Linked DNA regions of Salvelinus alpinus: region 1 is linked to region 2. Evidence: chromatin contacts called from public Hi-C data. All regions are on one chromosome and are shown on one strand. Each heading gives the region's core, a stretch centred on a gene start, on an enhancer-like site or on the middle of the called end of the contact. The rest is flanking DNA. Distances are from core to core; before and after follow the strand shown. Region 1 holds the start of LOC139570229 (thyroid hormone receptor alpha-B). Region 2 holds the start of LOC139570228 (ATP-dependent RNA helicase DHX8).

The links. Hi-C and Micro-C count contacts between places; a contact is called where the count stands out from the background.
Region 1: a Hi-C map of muscle shows a contact between it and region 2, with 20 times the contacts expected there. The contact joins the promoter of LOC139570229 here to the promoter of LOC139570228 in region 2. A contact is called at or near these places in 2 of 3 Hi-C or Micro-C datasets (muscle and red muscle).

The regions. Positions count from the first base shown.
Region 1 is chr3:20,912,091-20,915,772 of SLU_Salpinus.1, forward strand. LOC139570229 (thyroid hormone receptor alpha-B) reads right to left here and starts at 2,089. Exons shown (of 12, transcript XM_071391930.1): 1 at 1,610-2,089.
Region 2 is chr3:20,714,002-20,717,392 of SLU_Salpinus.1, forward strand. It overlaps LOC139570228 (ATP-dependent RNA helicase DHX8), which reads right to left and starts at 2,039. Exons shown (of 22, transcript XM_071391924.1): 1 at 1,861-2,039; 2 at 1,402-1,487. The coding sequence starts at 2,011.

The DNA.
Region 1 (3,682 bases), core at 839-3,338, 200 kb after region 2:
CCTGCTGAAGAGAGAAGACTCTAATCTGTCTGCTTTAAGCTACCTTAATATTTAATCAACTTCCAAATAGGCCTATTGAGCAAACATTGTTTTAAGTAAAACAAGAGAGAAGTAGGCTTTGGCACGAGCGCATAGTGAGCTGTGCATTATTGGGTGAGTCAGTGAAACTGAAAAGCTTTTTTAGGACTATAATTTTCTTGTCATATTGTACAATATGTGTGTCTCCACACACCTAGGCCTAGTCTATTGATGGATTCAAGACAAGGTTGTTTTTATTGATCTCAGATTCTCAGTTGGTCAGTGTCAAAGTAGCCTGTCATTTCGATCATTTGTGCGGTATTACAAAAGTATCCAGTCATACACAATGATGTATAATTGCATGAAATGCATTTATTAAAGGCCACATTTGTCCTGGGCCCTAGGCTACTAAAAATGGTCCCCATGTGTGCAAAAAAAAAGCCATCAGTGATTGGATCATTTCTAACCAATCAGAGTATCAAAGCCAATGACACATTTTCAAAACGCCGCTTTACCCATGTGTGTTCTGGGTCTGGCCCAACCCATCCGTTTCTGGAACCAATCAGATGGTCTATAATGGATTTGCTCGAGGGGGGGCGTTCCTGCAGATCCAGGAATGACCACATGCAGGAACGCCTCGAATTGCGGGCTGCAGTTGTACACTATTGACTGATTGCGGAGAAGAAACTTTAATGTCCATGGGCGTGGTGTTGCATTTGGAGTTTGGATAGCCAGGCAACATTTAAATATACATAACTGCATGACAGCGCTAAGAAAATAGACACATTTATTGTAATAGAATAGTAAGTAACATTGTACCAAGCTATTGACATTACACAGTAACTTGGGAATTTCCCAAACAAGTGTTCCATGATATTTTCCAGGCCCATATTGTTAGTATTATCATGCCCTATGACAGTCAGAAATCAATATTCATGGAGCTATAGGCCCAGAATTATCAGTTTCATTCTGCGGTATCATTGCAAATGTGATGTGTAATTTGTACTGTAACCCTTAGAAGTTGGCAGTTATCCAAAGTATTTGCTGCAACTGTGCTACAAACATACCTGCACCAGATTTGAACAATATGACACTTACTTGCTAAAATAATATTTTTACCTCCTACACACAAGGCCACACAACATAACCTGCACAATAATAGACAGATGCGTGTATATACGTGTGTGTGTGTGTGTGTGTGTGTGTGTGTGTGTGTGTGTGTGTGTGTGTGTGTGTGTGTGTGTGTGTGTGTGTGTGTGTGTGTGTAGTATCATAAATTAATAAATACAAGTTAGGCCCCTCAGTTGATTACGTGAACACATTGTACACTGACTATCTGCATCGACAACTACATCAGACAATAAATTAAATAAACACTACAACAACAGTACAACAACAATTGCGGCGAATTATATTTTAGCAAGCAAACTGTAGGAGGCCAAGGTGAAGCTATACTGTAGCCTACATAACGCTGCTGATCTGTCAAACCATGCAGCTACTGGGGCTAGCTTGGACAGACAAATACGCACAAATCCGACATGCAAGGTGGGTAGAACACGTTTGAAAGTAAATATGTGCCAATGAGACTCACCGTCAGGTTCTTCTACTGTTTTGGACAGGAATACGGTTGTTTTGAGACTGAAACGAGGATGAAAAAGTCAAAGCCTCCCCGTATAAAGCGCAAGTGGAGTGGTAGGGTATGCAACTGCACAGTACCGGGCTTTTCTATTTAAAAAAAAATCCTCTGCAAAGCGCCGCTTGCCGTCAAAACGTCTCGTGCGGTTCCTAATTTGCACTTAAACAAAGTCACAAGGTGCTCGTTATTTGGGATTCCCCATGAGGTGTGTGTAAAAATGTGCTCCAGTAACGTTTCGGTACGCTGCCACGACAGGGAAATGGAATCAAGAGATATACTATTGCTCCTCCCTCCGCATATGTACAGTATGGGGCGCACACTGCTCTGGGCCAATGCAAAGCTCTGGGCCCGCATAAAACAATTTAATAAAACTGGCTATCTACCGCTCTCTACAGGACTACCACTCTCTACAGGACTAACACTGTAAAGTACAAACACATCTACCTCTGATTTTTTTTAAACGACTTTAAAAGTAGCAATATTCGCTTTGAATGTGAGACCATGAGAATTAATGTAGCCTAGTGTGGAGATGTTGAGCATCCCCTGGCATTCACACTGATACGAGTCTGGCGTGGTGCGTTATTCTCGTCCTCATATAGGCTAGGTTCGCCGAGGACACGGTCCAGCTCCTCCCTTCACAAAGAAGAATGAAAGACCTCTAGTACCTGACTTGCCTTACCCGGTGGGAGATGAGGTTAGGTGAGGACCATAAGCTTTTCTCAATAAGACAAAACCATTTTCAATCAAACTATTAAATACGCTCAAATAAATTAGCCTATGAGATGAAAATATGAGGCTATTAATAAAATAAAAAATTCTTATCACATGCCGTGCTTATTGTCTGCTTATAATGATACACCTTGAAGGTTTTCTATAGTCTACAGGAGTTTTGTGTCGACCCTGAAAATCTGACTGAAAATATTTTGGACCGAACGCTGAGGGAGGACTTGGAGACAGGGCTCAACACTTGGGCAATGTTAAATACTCTACAGATAGCAGATGGGAAATTGTTATTAATAATGCGAGAAAGCCTGTCTGAAAAGCAGAAATGTGGGTCTTATCCAAGAGCAATATGGGAGTGGATTGCATTTTCTGTCATATTGTATCAGTAGGAAGAGCTCCATGTGTTACTGCCTAGAGACAACAAACTGGCTAGCTTATATAAGGATTTGATTTAATAACTTCCAAAATATGTATTTTACCATGACCCCAATGATGATAATTCCAAAACTGTCCATTGCTTTATATTAAGGTGACATACTAAAACATGACAACTTTTGCTTCCATTCGGTCTAAATAATCCCCCTCTTTTTCCCATTAAACACAGCACTAAGATTTCTATCATGACTGACAGATATTTCCATCAATAGCATATGGATCCTTTCCTAGGTGGTAAGAGCTCATATATAAGAATTATGCTATTTCTGCTATTAGAGAGAGCTCACACATTAAATGGCACAGGGTTTGAGAAATCATGAGGCATGATGATATATGCTTCCAAGGCATCAACGATGATTCAGAAAAATTCGGTCTATTTCATCCATTTCCATCTCATCTGAGAGCTGCATGGACATGGCTGAGCAGAATGTATGCTTACTGGCTCGGTTCAGTCAAACACCAGTCACATCATCTAATCTTCCAGACAAATATGTTTAGAGACAAACACACTATAAAGTGTCTTTGGATATGTTTTCAGAACAGTTAATGCTAGCACGTGTGACATGTACTTTGGATGGAATCAACTATCGATTGAAATCACCTGTGTGAGGGAATAAAGATTGATTCTTCTTTGCTAAACCCTTGGTCAACATGGCGTGTGCCTGACTGATGTACAGCAGATGGGATCTGTGAGGTTTGATATGGGGAGTTGCTGTCTTTGATGGCAGCACCCTACACATTTCCGTTTGATCACACTGAGCAACAGTGTTTTTCCCCGGAATAAAGCAGCTAGTCCACCACAGGCTCATCCACTGACAGTCTGATCGAATTTGTGTGTGTGCGTGTCCGTGTCCGTGTGCGTGTGTGTAG
Region 2 (3,391 bases), core at 789-3,288:
AAATAAATGTTACGTCTACATATCAGTTCCATAAACATCCATCTAGATCACGGGTCTCCAACAGTTCGATCGCGAGCTACCAGTAGCTCACAGCCCAACTATGAGTAGCTCGCCAAACAATTCTGAAAGTAGAAGCAATTTTCACCTGTTCCACCGCACAACTGTCATAAACGAATCTCACAAGTATCAGACACCGTAAGCTCCCAGCTACTATCTAATCAACGCAACATTGACATTATCCCAACCCTGGTTAGCCACTACTGGCTTAAAAAGCTAAATCTAACACAATATCTACCAATTAATATCCAGCAATTTTGCCCCTGTCTGTCTGTGTGGTGCATGCGCTTGTCTCTCACTCTGTGTGTAGCCAGTTGATGTGGGTTGACAGAAATACTTTCCCCAAAGTCTTGTCAATTAACTCTTAACTGCAAAGTCGGCTTACCTGGCAGATGTATACTACCGTTCAAAAGTTTGGGGTCACTTAGAAATGTCCTCGTTTTTGAAAGAAAAGCACATTTTCTGTCCATTAAAATAACATCAGATTGTTCAGAAAGACAGTGTAGACATTGTTAATGTTGTAAATGACTATCGTAGCTGGAACCAGCTGATTTTTAATGGAATATCTAGCTAACAACGTGCCATTGGAACACAGGAGTGATGGTTGCTGATAATGGGCCGCTGTACGCCTATGTAGATATTCCATTAAAAATCAGCTGTTTCCAGCTACAATAGTCATTTATAACATTAACAATGTCTACACTGAATTTCTGATCAATTTGATATTATTTTAATGGACACCATTTTTTTGCTTTTCTTTAAAAAACAAGGACATTTCTAAGTGACCCCAAACTTTTGAACGGAAGTGCATATAATTTGTATGGCAGAAGTATATCATGAGTAAGCATATTGTTTGTATGTATTTCTTGTTATTTGCAAACTTTTCCATGAAATGAGCAGCAGCTCTACAGAACCATCACTAGACCGGCACAGATGGCACATTCCTTACTTGCTAGATGCACAATTAAAGGGCCAGATGCTCAATTAAAGGGGAATTACAAATAAAAATCAGACCTAAAACATTATTTAAGCATTGACATGGACTCAGAACATTACATTTTCTTGATTCTCAATTGTACTTTTGAGATAAAAAAAAAAAAATCACAGATTTTATAGAGCCGCCCTTAGAGTTGTTTATTAACCATTCATTTATCAGGTATATTGACAGAAAACATAGTGTACAAGAGAAAGTAGTGCACTAAGGACCAGGGGAGAGAAGAATGTGTCGATTTGAAAGCTGGAGAAAAAAAAATGAGTACCTCTCATTCTAGAAAAGGTTGGAGACACCTGCTCTAGATAGCGACAGTACTGTTGTATCGCAGTAGATAGGAAGTCTGTACTTACTGTGAATTCTGCTCCATTTTTCAGCAGAAGTGATTTGAAGCCATCAAATGTTGGTTGTTTTTCAGCAAGGCTGATGACAAACTCAGCTGTAAAACAGCAAAGAAAATAACCACATTAGCCAAGTAACGTTAACTTGTCCTAAACATTTCGAGTGTAGCTTTGATTTGCTCGCTAAGATGGCTACTATAGCATGTCAACTAGGGGCAGCGTGAAAGTTCGCATCGTTGTTAGTAACCTTAGCTGACTAAACTCAACTCCACGGTTTACTAGTTAGTTACCCAACTTAGCTACGCTGGTGAAATCTTTAGCTAGTTTAACTAGCTGGTTTACCCGGGCAGATAACAACCTGACTGGACAGATGATCTGGAGTTGCTGCTAGCTAACGCGTCGCTAGCTGTTAGCCATTGTATTGCCAACTAACAAATATTATATTGAAAGTTCACTTTCAGTTTTACATACCTAGATCTTTATCACTTATCCCCAAATGGTTGTCGAGTTCTGTGCACACTTTGGATACCAACGAGAGGTATTCCAGTTGTTCTAGCTCGTTATCGCCGATGTGTGACATTATCCAAGAGACAGTTTTGTGTTCAGAAGAAAACAGCAGCATTCATTTTTTTGATAAGTGTCTCATCAGCAACACTAATGAAGTACTTCCGGGTCACTGAAGTTTGGAAATGTGCCAAATAAAGGTCCCCGCCTAATAGTATAACAGTGTCAATAACCTGTATTTGTATATGAAAAATAATTATCTGAACATGAACAATTATTCATATTTGCTCATATTTAAGTGATATTTTATTTAAATGTGGGTTTTAAAACATGTCCCAAGGTCAAATAAATGCCTCCAATGCAAATAACTGTGCATGAAATATAATAATATATTGTATTCCCTACAATACTTTTACATAGCCACCTAAAATAATTTTTGCTCTATTAGGCTAAATGTATTCCATGATTTGGTGGAGTAAAAAGCCAGCAACACTCCGTTCAGTGCCCCATGAAATGACACCATATATGGATTCTACTGACCCTACTGAGTATTCCCTACAATAGTTTTACTGAGGCACCTATAATCGTTTTTTTATTATCATAAGCCCATGTGTAATGCATATACAATGATTTGTTGTTAGAGCACAGTAAACGTCCTGCAACACTTCCTATGACCTAACTCTTTGTTCAAACTCTTCTATTCTAGGGACTTTAGTGAGTAGACTGGACCCTGGTTTTATGGACAAAAAATATATTGTTTTTCCTGTACAGTGCAAGTTGTTTGTGCAATACAACCAAAATACAATTCCCCCCCCCCCCCCCCCCATGTAGTTATACTTTTTAAAAACATAATTTTAACATTATGCTCTGTGCAAAGCTGCAAAAAAATATTGATATTGTATCATATGCATAGCGATTTACCGTGGACTTTTATTTTGAATGCAAAATCCGATAACCAGAAGTCTTAGTGTGGATAGCTGGTGCTGCTGCCATGCCGCTATTACTTTTTTGATGATGGAGTATGACACCATTTCCGATTCTGCCGGAAATTACTATGTGTGGTGTAGTTCTTCAATTTTGTCGCCTGGTGGTGCTAAAACCATTCCCGAGCTGGACGCTCGTGGAGCATTTAAGCCCTGAACAGCGCCTGACAGGTAACATTGTCTCCAAGGCTGCGTGCCGCCCCCAAGACCAGAACCAATTGCATGCAAGGAACAACGAGCTATCGAGCCAAGTTCAAACATATCCAGAAAGCTGAAGCATAGAGTAAAATGTTTTATATAGCTAGCATCTTTCATAATTAAGTCAACTGTATACTGATATTACACTGATTGTTTGTTAGCTAGCTTGCTAGCAGCGCTGCAAAGCAAGCTCACTTAGCTAGCTAGTCTTGTGAGCTAGCAGTTAGCTAGGTAACGTTAGTCTTGTTAGTTAGCTACTGTAGCTAGCAAGCTAGCTAGTTCTTTTTTGCTGGTTGTGAGCTTGCATAACTGATATG